Regions from separate parts of the Mus musculus genome. Here region 2 is linked to region 1. A link is a contact called in public promoter capture Hi-C data. All regions are on one chromosome and are shown on one strand. Each heading gives the region's core, a stretch centred on a gene start, on an enhancer-like site or on the middle of the called end of the contact. The rest is flanking DNA. Distances are from core to core; before and after follow the strand shown.

Region 1 (6,794 bases), core at 1,239-3,738:
GAGCACTGCGAATGTGTTGCGGGACTGAGTCTCAGCACTTAGCAAGATTGTTTTGCCAAACTTATTTCCTTTACTACTCAAGTCCAGGAAAACATGTGCCCAAACGTAAGTTCACTATCGACTTCAGGACTCCCGGAGGGAGAAGACTTTATCTTAGCCTCATCCTTGCGGCCTAAGGTGCAATATCCAGCCAAGGGGTAGCCTAAACAGATGAGCTACCTCTAAAAGCGCAAAAACATGGATAGGATCAAGGCCTGAAGTGAAAATGCTGGAGATCATCCTAAGCCAGAGGCTCTGCGTCCAGTCAGTGCCCAGGTTTCAGCCACCCTCTCCATCCAGTTTGCTCCAGCCTCACACTCAGGCAGGCAGGAGGTGGGCACGTCCTCCCTAGGCTGAGCGGAGGGAGATTGGCTGCCAGCAGAGGTGATCCGGACCAAAGCCATCTTCCCCGGGGGCAATTTTGGGCTATTTTCTCTAAAGATGTTACACTATCTAACTCCTCTTTGAGTTTCACAGCAGCCACAAGTTTGCACCTTTAGAGTGAGTGATATTACTCAACAATGACCGGCTACTGTTATTGCTTGCGCCGGGCACTAAGCAGAGAACAGAACCAAACCCTATGAAGTAAAGGAACCCTCGTGGTGTGTGTGGGAGACTTTCACCTTGGTGTTCCTCCAGGTGAGCAAAAAGCGCGTGAGGTGCTTCCCTAGGGCAGCGGATAAACTTCGAACCCGGAAGGAGGGACGAGCCGCACGCATGGGACTCAGGCACGTCGCCTAGGGCAGGTTGCGCACCGGTGGCGTATGCTTGAGTAAAGACGGACCCTGACCCTAGTGCGGGGTTACGGGGCGCGGCACCTAGTTGGAGCTCAGTAAATATTTATGGTGAGAGCGACAAGCAGGGCCCACCTCCTAGGAGGGAAGGAGGAAAGCCAGAGCCCTCCTCAATTCCTGGCTCCTCCCCTGCAGGCTCAGCACCGAGCTGGCCACGGCGTCCTGGCCCGATGTAATTACAGGGTCTGCCGCCAAGCCTGGCCGTAAAAAACCGGGATGAAACGGCCTGGAAGCCTCGGAAGCTGGGCCGGACCCTGCAAAGAGCCCCGGGTCCGCGCCTTGCCCTGATGCGCAGCCGCAAAGAAGAGAGACCAGGGACAGAAACCCCCGCCCATCACACCCTGCAACGCACACGGGCTCACCGCCACACACGCAAACTACCAAGCACTCAGCTTTTGACTTTACGGCTCCAAGAATGCACTCGAGCCTAATCAAACACCTGCCCGCCAGCTCCATCTCAGGCGCAGACGCCGCCAACCCCTCTCCAGACAGCTGCTGATTCGAGAGGTGAATTCCTGCAGGGTTGTTTACATGGAGAGGGGGAGGGGTTCTGAGCCTGGTACTGAGAGCCCACCGACTGGAAGACCCAAGTCAGACTCAGTCAAACACAGCCGCCCAAACTACCCCCCACTCCAATCCACCCCCGCTGCACGCCCAAACACGTTTCTCCTCTTCTTCACACACTGTTCACAAACATTAGCATATGTATGTCAGGCGTTTCACACGCTTCCACACACAAGTGTCTTTACACCTACCCGCCATCACACGCATTTACACACGCCATATGTACATGTGTCAGGTCGGTTAGTTTGTCACTCTTCATGACCATATTCCCACATTCCATCTGCAAGCGCGCATTCGCTCAAGACACACGTGAAATGTATAAACAGGTCATTAGCGTACGTTGGCGCTATTGAAAATATTAGGAACATCCCCCCCTACAGCCCCTGAGCCCAACTATGAGTTCTCGCATAAAGTACTGATGGACTGAGTAGCCCTTAGCCCTGGCCGCACACGTTACACGCTCGATCACACACAACGTCGCACTTTATTCCCGGCATCTAAGCGATGACACAATCTCTTGAACAAAGACAACATTGACAAACCCAACAAAAACAAACAGCCGCGTCTGTGTGGGGAGGGGCAGCCAAGCCAGAGTCAAGGCATGGGGGAGTGTTGCTGGGGGGGCGGGGGGAGGAGGGGGTCACGAGAGAGTGTGAGAAGGCGAGTGCGCGGGCCTGGGTGTGAATCTCAGGAAAGGTGTGGTTATATCCCCCCACCTCACACCCTGACAAGATTGGCGCCCCGCGCTGCAAAGCCAAGTCCTGAAGCCACTGGTTCCCAGACCCACACGTATAAGTTCTTCCATTTTTCCAGCTTGCTATGGCTTTCAGTCCCACAAAGCCAACAGAGCCTCACATAGACACCCCCACCCCCACACCCGTAAGTGAGCACACACAGCTATGGGAGGATCTGTGCAGACCCCGGAGCGCTCTCCGTCGCTGAGATATGGGAGTCCTTCCTCCCAGAGTCTTTTTCCCTTCCTCCACCTCCAACGTAGCCATCAAGCCCTGGGGCAGCGCGCGTCGGGCGGGGCGAGGGCGGGGCTGGTGTTGGCGGCGCCAGCCCAAAAGGCGGAGTCGAGCAGCGAAGAGGCCAGATTTGTGATCGTGGTGCCTACTGTACCGTGGAGAAGCCTGTGGGAACCTTACACTGCAGAGCTCTCGTCCTGGCCTGGCTCGGCCCGGCCCCGCGCTATGGAGTTCCTTTGGGCCCCTCTCTTGGGTCTGTGCTGCAGTCTGGCCGCTGCTGACCGCCACATCGTCTTCTGGAACAGTTCAAATCCCAAGTAAGCCCTGAGACTCCCTGGCAGCCTGGGTGCCGGGTTGGCAATGGCCTTTCGCAGGGTAACTGTCCCTGCCAACCCCTGGCCTGCGCCTAGGAGAGGTGGCCAGGGATGGGTTGGACTCTATAGCTCCCCACCTCCGTCTGTATCTCCCCTTACTACCTGGCAACAGCCGACCAGGGCAGAAACCTGCTCATGCCTGCTCGCACAGGCGCTGGCTGTTTCAGCCCTCTCTTTCTGCCCTCTGGCATCTCATCACTCTAAAGTAAGGCTCTCCTGCTGGGCACTCCTGCCTTGAGAATTGGAACGTTGGCCCTGGCCTCCGGGGCTCTCTAAGTCCCCCCATGAAACTTCTGTGCACTCTCATTTTTGTGTGCCACTTGGGCGTTTGTATACTAACAGGCACCTATGGACGTCAAGAGTAAGCACAGCGCTCAGGGAGCCTTGGAAAGAACCTCCGTAGGAATCTAGGTTTTGGGCATTAGATATTCATTCTGTGTTTAAGATGACCCTGAAGAGTGCCTCCAAGGTTGGGGGGGGCATAAATTAGGCACATGCTGTGTATGGGTCGACCGAGGGAGTGGCTGAGGTGGTCACACTAAGGGACTGGTAAGAGGAGTGTCGCTGGGAAGCTTGGGGAGGAGCAGAGTGGGGCTTCACAGGGCTACAAAGGCTGTAACAGGAAGGAGGTAATTTCTCCGGAGCAGGTTTTAGGGCTATGAAGCAAATGGTATTGAGAGGAAGACACTGTCGGGCCCTTTGTTCTTGCCCTTGAGTTTCTTCAAGTTATGAGAAGAGTGTTAGGGCCAAACCTAAGAGGGGGATATGGTGGAACAAGAAGAGGTGAGAAGTCGAGGCCACAGAATGCCACTAAACCCCTCCCTCCCAGATCCAGTGAGCCTGCCTCCCCTTCCCCTGAGAGAGATGCTGGGCCAGTTTCCTCTGGCACTGCCTATTGAGGGTCTGTTGTCTAGGGCATGTCGGAGGGCAAGATAGAGCCAGCTGCCACCCTAAAGGCACTGTCTTCCTGGCCCTGGAGTGCTGCTGCGCCCCACCAGCCCTTGCGCCTGCCCTTGCGCCTGCCCCTTGCCTTCCTGACCTAGTCCTGCCCTAGTAGTGGGAAAGAGCAAAGTCCCTGTTTATGCCCATGCCAGGTGTCGGCTGAAGGAGGAGGAGGGGACGGGAAGTCATGAGTAGGGAGGGGGGAACCCTGGCCTTTTCCGTTCCCAAGCTCCCAGGTTTCCTCTCTTTCAGGAAGGAGCCTCTTCCTTGCCCCCCTCCCTGTCTACTCCACCACTAATAGAGCCCCCTTTTCCAAATGGAGACTTAAGTGTCACAGGCAGGTTAAGTGTAGGAGATAGTACGCTAAGTATAGCTTCAGCCCTGGCCCTCTGGACACACACATAACCCTGTCTTATTTACAGCCACAGGAAAGCCAGTCTAGAGTGGAGGTCATGGGCGGTCTAGCCAGGCCCAGCTTGGGGGAAGAGATGAGGTGGCAATGAACAGGGCGGGTGTAGGGTTGCATAGGTGACTCAGGGTAGTGGGCATTAATCCTGGGCTCACCAGGCTCCAGGCAAAGGCAGTGGCAGAGAAAGGTGCCACTGTGAGCTAGGCCCTGGTCCTGGAGAGACAGATACTCAGCTATCAGATTTCTCTGCCGCTTTTGCCCGGAGGCCAACACTGGGGCAAACCAGTCCTGGGCTGCCCTGGGGTCCTGGGGGCTGCTCACTTTTGACGAGGTAAAATTTCACAGGCTCTCAAGAGCGCCTGGGCGGGTAGCGAGGTGGATGAGGCACGAGTGAGTCAGTGCCCATCACGGGAATAGGGGAAAGACGCCAGGCCCAGAGCTGAAATACCTGTTCTGAAATGGCTTCTATGTTTATCTCTCCAGAGAGGAATTTTAAAAGCCTCCCTCTGCTTCTCTCTCTCTACCCCCCCCCCGTGGGGGAGGGGCCCAGAAAGTCTCATTTTAGAGGCTGCAAGCAGTTGCAAGGCCAGGCCTCTAAGGGGTCATGATGACTGGGTAGTGGGTGGCCACCGTGGAACCCCACCATCACCATGGGCACCACCCATGCCAAGGACTCGGGTTGAAAGCAAGTTGGCAGGCAGCTCTGCTGAGCCTCTCCCTGGCAGAGCTTGGGGGAATTCAGAGAAGCTGCCTGGCTTTCAGTGGGAGGGGGGAAGCACTTTCCTGCTGCTGAGACCCTACCCAGGCTGGAGCCAGGTGTCTGGAGCTCAGTGGGAGGGGCCGGTGGGCAGTCAGGCTGGAGCCTGCAGGGCTTGGGGGGACCAACGGGGGAGAGGAACTGGCTCCACCTGGGGAGGAGGGAAGAGCTGGGGCAGCCTCAGGTCTAAGAACCACAGCGTTTCATCAGGGGAAGGCGAAATTGTTACTCTTGGAGATAAAATCACAGAGATTTTCAGGAGTGAGAAAGTGGAACGAGGAGATCAGGACACAAATCCGAGTAACAGGAAAGGGAGGTTTGAGGGACACTGAGAGAGTTTGATTATCTGTGAATCTGTTGGTCTAGGCATTGGGATGCTGAAGTACACTGGGAATCTGAGGGAGACTCAGTGTGAGGGGCGGGATGGGATAAGACAGGGATGTGACAGGGCTCAGAAGGATGGGAAGGAGAAAGAGACCTGGGCTCCTAAGCACAGACCAGCCCAGAGTGCAGTCTATCCACCAGCATTTAAAGAAGTCCCCGGGGAACAGTCGTCAGTAGAATACAGAGGAAAGTGGGCTATGGAAATGTTTAGAAGCCCTTGCTCGGGCGAATGCCTGGAGAGTTCTAGAAGGCACTTCGTTACCCGAGAGACTCTTGGTGGATGTTATTTGGATAATGAGTAAGAGATCGGTAGTGAGGGAATGAAGAAGTCAAGATCAGTAAATGCAGGAGTTGAGGTTCTGGAAAGCCTTTGGGACTCCAGTGTGAGAAGTGAAGGACAATGTAATGCATTGGAAGTTCAAGGCTCTGGGCTGACTTCTGACTGACTGGCTTCCTCCTGCTTTGCCCGGGCTCAGGTTCCGTGAGGAGGACTACACGGTGCACGTGCAGCTGAATGACTACCTAGACATCATCTGCCCACATTACGAGGACGACTCTGTGGCAGATGCAGCCATGGAGCGATACACACTGTACATGGTGGAACACCAGGAGTATGTGGCATGCCAACCCCAGTCCAAGGACCAGGTCCGTTGGAATTGCAACCGGCCCAGTGCCAAGCATGGCCCGGAGAAGCTGTCTGAGAAATTCCAGCGCTTCACGCCTTTTATCTTGGGCAAGGAGTTCAAGGAAGGACACAGCTACTACTACATCTGTGAGTGCACAAGGGCCAGGCCTCAGAGCACTGGTGGCCTCATGCTTAGTGGGGAGTCAAGTAGCCGAGAGCTTCCCCTTCAGAGTCTAAACTCAGTTTTCTCCCATTCGCATCAGGGATGTGGTGTGAGCTTCAGGTGTCTTAGGCACTCTGTTTGGTAAATGGGAACAAAGGTCAAAAACACTCCTAGCCCCTGTCCTTGAGGAAGCTGGGAAGGATCCCGAATAAATCAGCAGGGCAGGAGAGCAGTGTATGATAGACATGAACACCAGACATTGGGAAAATGTATATGAGAGCCCTGTCTTCAGACACACCAGAAGAGGGCATCAGATGCCATTACAGGTGGTTGCGAGCCACCATGTGGTTGCTGAGATTTGAACTCAGGACCATTGGAAGAGAAGCCTGTGCTCTTAACTGCTGAGCCATCTCTCCAGCCCTGACACTTGGGAAAATGACCCATGTGCCTGCCCGAGGTCAAAGACAGAAAAGGCCAAGTGGGTCCAAGACAGAAAAGGCGGAGTCCAGAATGACTGGAACAGGAGGGCACACGCACAAAGGGAGGGTGACAGCTCCTGGAAAGAGAGTACAGGAAATAGAGAGCTGTGCTCACTCAGAAAGTGGGTCGGACAGCTTCTTCAGGCCCAGATACTAGTAAGAGTTCAGACTTTGTCCTGAGGGCAGCAGAAACCTGTTGATGTATCCCGAGACCGAGCAGGCCAGGGGCTTTGTGAAGACCAGATCTGGGCCTTAGTCTTCTGGCTGAGTCTAGTTCAGCATGGTAGAAAATGGTC
Region 2 (6,178 bases), core at 2,934-5,433, 550 kb before region 1:
CTGTCGCTCTCTCGCTCGCTAGCTCAGATCATTCCAGCCTGTCTTGGCTTTCCAGGGTGTGACAGTTACCCCTCTGCAGGGATGGGCTTGCCTAGCTGGAGCTGGGTAGCTCTGCAGTGAGCTTCATCACCAGAAGGCCTTCCTCGTGTGAAGAGGGTGCTCAGCAGCCACGGTTTTCACTATGGTGTTTACGGAACAACTGTCCCTTAAGCAGCCATTTTACCTTAAACTTACCAAGTAAATCTGAGCAACTAGCTTCTTGTTTTGCTTGAGAACCGACCGCTTATGACAAGAGGACTGGCTTAGCCCATGGGCTGGGATGGCTTGCGCTTGAAAAGCGACAAGATCAGCTTGGTTTCATGTGATTTGCCCAGAATGGCTGGCAGTGATTGTTAATTAATGATTCGCCAGTAACTAATTGTTTTGTTTCAATATTGAAGAACTTGAGATAAATCTCCTACTAATATATAAAATTTATATTACGTCTGCAAATGGTTATTAATTGAATCCCTTAAGTGTGTATTTGTACTGACTTTTGACTCCCATTAGGAATGCTAATGCTATTGAATGTGCTGACGAATTGTATCTTAACCGTCTTAAAGTTGAAGACAGTGGGACAGCTCAGTGGGTAAAGGCATCTGCCACAATGCCTGATGTGACAACCCAAGTTTGCCCCCTGGGACCCATGAGAGAGAAGGAAAGAACTGCCTCCCACAAGTTGTCTTCTGACCTCCACCCTCACTCATGGCATGTGCACACCCAAATAAAATGTAATAAACTATTTTAGATGACAAAGGCTGCATCCTGACAGACTCTCAGATGCCATCTTGCACAAAATTAGAAAAACAAAACATCAAATCCCTAAAACTCTGAAAGACACTAAAGGACATTTAGAAAGTTTCCCTTTAAGATTTGGATCTAATTTCTGTTTCTTCTAGTCAGCAGGACCTAGTTAAATTGCTTTCTTCCCCAGATCGATCTATCGATTGATCAAACCACTTGTCTGTCTGTCTGTCTGTCTGTCTGTTTCTATTTCCATCTCTCTAAGGTTTTTGTTTGTTAGTTTTTGTGTTTGTTTTGTTTTGGTTTGTTTTTTTTAAGACAGGGTCTCTCTACATAGCCCTGGCTGTTCTGAAACTCACTATGTAGCCCAGGCTGGCTTTGAACTCATAGAGATCTGCCTGCCTCTGCCTCCCAAGTGCTGGTATGTGTTACCACTTCCAGGCCTGGTTACAGTTCTCTTAACACTCAAAATGAGGCTGCTGCTCCCGTCCTCACAAACCTGTTATCATCTGTTGTGCATCGTACGGTTCCATGTAGCCGTCGTTCTCACCCACTCTCTCCGCATCCCTTTGACCTTTCGTCCGTTTGGCATCATACGGGTCAGCGTAGTCCTCTAAAATGATGACCTGACCAATAAGAAAGAACAGCTGCTAAGAATTTCCAGACTCAAAACGAGCAACTGCATTGAAATGGCTGCTGAAATCTCCTACAGGTACAGGAGTTAAAATCTCTCGTCAGTTCTCACAATTTTCGCACTTGATCACATGTCTCTGTCAGACAACCTTTTTTTTTCATGGTACTTGACTTGTGACAATTTGCCCAAAGTCTTGCTTGTGAGTTAGAGGCTGGCAGGTGGGCAGTGGGAAGTGGAGAGCATCTGGGCTTCAGTGTGTGAAGAGGATTCTTCCAGCACAGGCTGGCAGCTCCCAGTCTTCCCAGCTCCTGGTAGCTAAACAATCCAGTACCTCCCAGTCAAAGCGAACCCGAGACCTACTTCCTGGCCTCAGGGAGCTTTTACAAGCTTCAGAGAGACAGGCTTCACACCTTAGCACTGAACGGTCCTGCAGAAGTTCCGGGTTCTGTCATTCACAGGGAGAGTGATTCGGGGGCTACAGAAAAGACAGAATTCTCCGGATATTTGTGTCCAAGAGCATCTACCATTCCAGAAACAGGGTGACCTGGGAGGAGCACTGTGCGCATAGCGCTTCTGTTCTTTGGGAGCTGGGTGGGAACCCTTCTCAGGGAGGAAGCAAGAGGCCGAATGTTCTTTAGAAAGCTCACGAAGCACTACTGGAGCACAAGGAAAGAATTCCGACAGTTCAGGGAGAAGTGAAGACACAGGGACAGACTGGATGAACCTTGGAGAAATGACACCACGACAGAGGACCGCGATTACCACAAACTCCATCCAGGTCTCCTCGACAGTCACTGCACGTGCTACAGCTCAGATACAGCAGGAAGTCAGGCTGTGACACGCACACACAGTCCTTGGCTTTAAGGCACAGTGAGGTATACCACCCAGTTACATGTGAGCCGCTTCCACATCCATCTCCCCATGGCTCTGCTCAGTGCCCACCACAGGATAGACACACTAAGCATCTCTGTAATTGCCTGGACGAAGAAATGAACAGAGGTGCCCAGTATATGCCACCTCACAGGGGCCACAAGTTCCTGACTGTCTAAGGAGGCAGCTTGCTTAAATCCCTTCCCCGGGAAGGGTTTGCTCAGGCTGAAGCCTAAGATCTGGGAGCGAGCTCTTCTCTCTCCCATTTCTCACAGGAGAGAAACCCAGCTCTGCTCTACAAGCCGGGCAGTGGTGGCTCACGCCTTTAATCCCAGCACTTGGGAGGTGGAGGCAGGTGGATTTCTGAGTTCGAGGCTAGCCTGTTCTACAGAGTGAGTTCCAGGACAGCCAGGGCTACACAGAGAAACCCTGTCTTGAAAAACAAAACAAAACAAAACAAACAAAAAGGATGGAGAGAATAGGTTCACCTTTCCCACACTGGACAGGACCCAGAAGCCCTCTGGTGACGAATGTGCAGGAAACACCTTCTTCTCTCCTGATCTGTAATTTCCTTAAAGACATTTCCTTGCTATGGACTGTGCCCCCCCCCCCACCACATCCCTTAGTGTCCATGGCGAGTACTTATATGGCTACAGTACAATAAACAGAATGAATGTACAGTACAGCCACAGAATGAATGGAAGCCTTTGCCGCTTGCACAGCAGCTGAAACTGAGTGGCTGGAAGATGGGCAACCTGCGCTTCACAGTTCACGGGCTACCGATGTTTTGCATACTCAGGCGGCGTAAGCCTTACAGAAGTCTAGCTTGATAGACCCCTCGATGTCAAACATGAAAACAAGAACCACAGTACACCACACCCATTGGAAGGCCAGTTCCTTTCCCTTCCCTTCGACTGCTCTTTGAAACAACTAACAAAAACCAACCACAACAAACCTTGCTGTCAAGGTCTCCAGTGAGTTTTGAAGAGTCACTTGGGAGTCAGAATGAATACAGAGGAAGGCCTTAGAAAACATCTTCAACTTCACTTATGCCTAATGAATATTGGGGTTCATCAGGTTCCCATGCGTCCTTCCCCGCCCCCCCCCCCCAAGCCCTTCCAATTCCACAACTGAGAGGAGGATAGAGATGCTGTGTTCTTACCGTGTCTTGCTGTCTCATTATCTTGGCCTTGTCCAGCTCAGGGCCCAGGGAGGACGGGGAAGAGGACGCAGAGGAAGAGGAGCTGCTGGAGCTGCTGGTGCTGCCACCGCCCGGGTAGGCGCTCTTCCCATTCTTCTCCTGCGTGTCCACCTTGATGAGCCTACTGATGTAGGTGCTGCAGCCCGCGCTCTTGGTCACCGCGCCACGGTGGGGCTCCTCCTCGGTGGCGGTGGCGGTGACCCGGGAGTTCTTACGGCCTTTGCCAGCAGCGGCCTGGATCAGACCCTGCAGGCTGTCCCGGGACAGCCGACTGTCCTTTGGGGGTCCGCTGCTCGCCTTGCTGGCCCCCAGCTCGGCCGCTGAGTTCTTCCGGCCCTTGCCCGGGGTGGGCGCCGCGCCGCCAGTCTCCGAGTTCTTGCGCGGCTTGCCGCCGGCGCCCCCGGGCCGGGCGCGCTCCGACGCGGTCTTCAGAGTAAGCGGGAACTCCTTGAACCATTTCGCCGCCATCAGGGGGCCCGGGAGCGTCGAGGCCGCGGAGCAGAAGAGTGAGGAGGCCCAGCTGAGACACCGTGGGGCGCCAGGGGCCGGGGGCCGCCGCATTCCCCGGGGCTGGACGCTGGAGGCCGCCGCGAGGCTCCGGGCCGCTAGACGCGCGCGCCTGGCAGGGTGGCACCCGCTCGGCCCGAAGCTAGACGGGCGCAGTGATCGGACCGCCGTGTTCTCTGCGCTCCACCGCTTGGGGCTGCCGGGCGCCGGGGCTTCCCCTGCCTTTCCTCCCGAGGTGGGCGAGGCCGAGCCCACGGAAGCCCCCGGCAGCCCTGCCCACCCTAACTGGGACGATGGCGGCCGCAGTGCCCCGGCGCCCGCCCCGCGGTGGACGCACAGGACGGAGGACGGACGCGCCCCTCCCTCGCCGGCGCCGGGGCCCCCGCGTGCGCACCGAGTCCAACACTGCCCCCATCTCTGCAGACGGGACGTGTGCGGGGATCGTGGCCAGGAGTCGCGCTCGAGAACAAGGATCGGGAGCGCCCGCGCGGCTTCCCTCGCTCTCCGGTTCCGCACGTTCGTCGGGGGCGCGTGGAACCCCAAGCTGGACGCGGCGGGCGAAGGCTCGAAGTTCGACCGGGCGGCTCTGAGGGCCGCGCAGGTATCGCTCTGGCTGCAGGACCAGAGAGGGGTCCCACCAACCCCAGGCACTGTTGGGAGAAGAGCTTGGAGGTCCCCGACCCGCGCCCTCCTGCGAAGACGCCTCAGCTACTTGATTCTCACACTACTTGATTCTCTCCTTGTCGCTCTTTCTTCAAAGCAATTTCAAAGGTTTTTGTTATTGTTGTTAAAAAGATTAAATATGAAAAACGATTACATATGAACATGAAATGAAATCTTCTCCTTTCAGACACAAAACCCGGCAGTTGTTTACAGGTCTTCACTGGTAGACCTGCGGACTTTTGAGACAGAAAATGTATCTTTTCTCTCTCTGGATAAAGGCCAAAAGCCCTAAGCCGGCTTGACCTGGTTCTCTTATGGTGCTGCTGTCCACCCCCACCTTCTCCTTCCCCTCTCTGTCTCCTCTCCTACCCACTTCTCTCCTCCCTTCTACTCCTCCAATAGCAGCCTATGGAATCCTAACTTGCCTCGGTGTATTAGAAGACGACCTCAGACTATTGCGTGATGGCAAAGGGTGTCACCACTGTGAATTTCATGTGGTGCTGTGGATGACAGCCCGGGCTTGGAGCATGTTAGACAAGCACTCTACCAACCGAATTACATCTTCAGCCCCATGCAGCTTTTGGTAGACTTCAATTACTGATCTCCATTCCTCCTATCCATCCTTCTTTTAGCTACCAAGAGTTTACAGTTTTCCTGCTCTGCCATTTTTCTCTCAAACTCTAATAAAATTGTCTTCTAACCTCAAAGTAAAAGATAAAACAATACCATTATACAACAACAGCCCTAAATGTGGTCCAGAGTCTCATGCAGCAGGTTTGAAAACCCAAGCTACAAGCTGCGGGGGTCGGATAGCACCAGCCACCATCAGCTTGTGGATGGTACTTGGTGGAAGAAATGTAAGCTCACCTTGACCGTTCAGATGCTGGAAATGCATCTTAGCTTAAATTGAGGTATAATTTAGATGCCATGAAATTCAGCTGTTTAATATGGAATTTTTAATACATTGAAGTCTCACTAGTAGTCTGATTTTAAGGCATCCACCCAAGAGGTGAGGAGATAGCTCAGTTGATAACATACTTGGCAGGTAAGCATGAGAGCCTGACTATGAACCTCTGCACCCGCAAAGAAGAGCGGTGGGAGTCATACCCTTTCTTTCAATCCCAGTGCTGGTGAAGCAGAAAAACAAAGTGCACATTGATGAGGAAGGACATTCAAGGCTGACTTCTGGCCTGCATACACTTGCAAACATGTCTACCACCACACTTGAATACTCATACACATACCCTAAAAAAAAAAAATCACCTTTCCAGAAAGAAACTTGTATTTATCAGCAGCCCCTTCTCATGCCCTCTCCATGGGCGGTGTATTATACCTGTGTTTCTCTAGTGGCTGTCTCACATCAGAGAGGCCAGGAACCTGGTAGCTGCTCAGCCTACCAGGCTGAATATCTCATCACCCCAGCCTGGCCCAGGAGGCCTGGTGGATTCCTAGAGGGCTTATGGTTTGAATCTGTGCTGGAAGCTGGGAGAAGCTGGTTTTAACACTAGCAAAGGCTGGAT

What was found. Promoter capture Hi-C pulls out the DNA fragments that hold promoters and counts their contacts.
Region 2: a promoter capture Hi-C map of embryonic stem cells shows a contact between it and region 1, with 2.5 times the contacts expected there. The contact joins the promoter of She here to the promoter of Efna1 in region 1. A contact is called at or near these places in 3 of 39 promoter capture datasets (cranial neural crest, embryonic stem cells and hippocampal neurons).

The regions. Positions count from the first base shown.
Region 1 is chr3:89,275,339-89,282,132 of GRCm38.p6, reverse strand. Efna1 (ephrin A1) reads left to right here and starts at 2,488. Exons shown (of 5, transcript NM_010107.4): 1 at 2,488-2,682; 2 at 5,708-6,003. The coding sequence starts at 2,591.
Region 2 is chr3:89,829,375-89,835,552 of GRCm38.p6, reverse strand. She (src homology 2 domain-containing transforming protein E) reads right to left here and starts at 4,183. Exons shown (of 6, transcript NM_172530.3): 1 at 3,450-4,183; 2 at 1,283-1,409. The coding sequence starts at 4,049.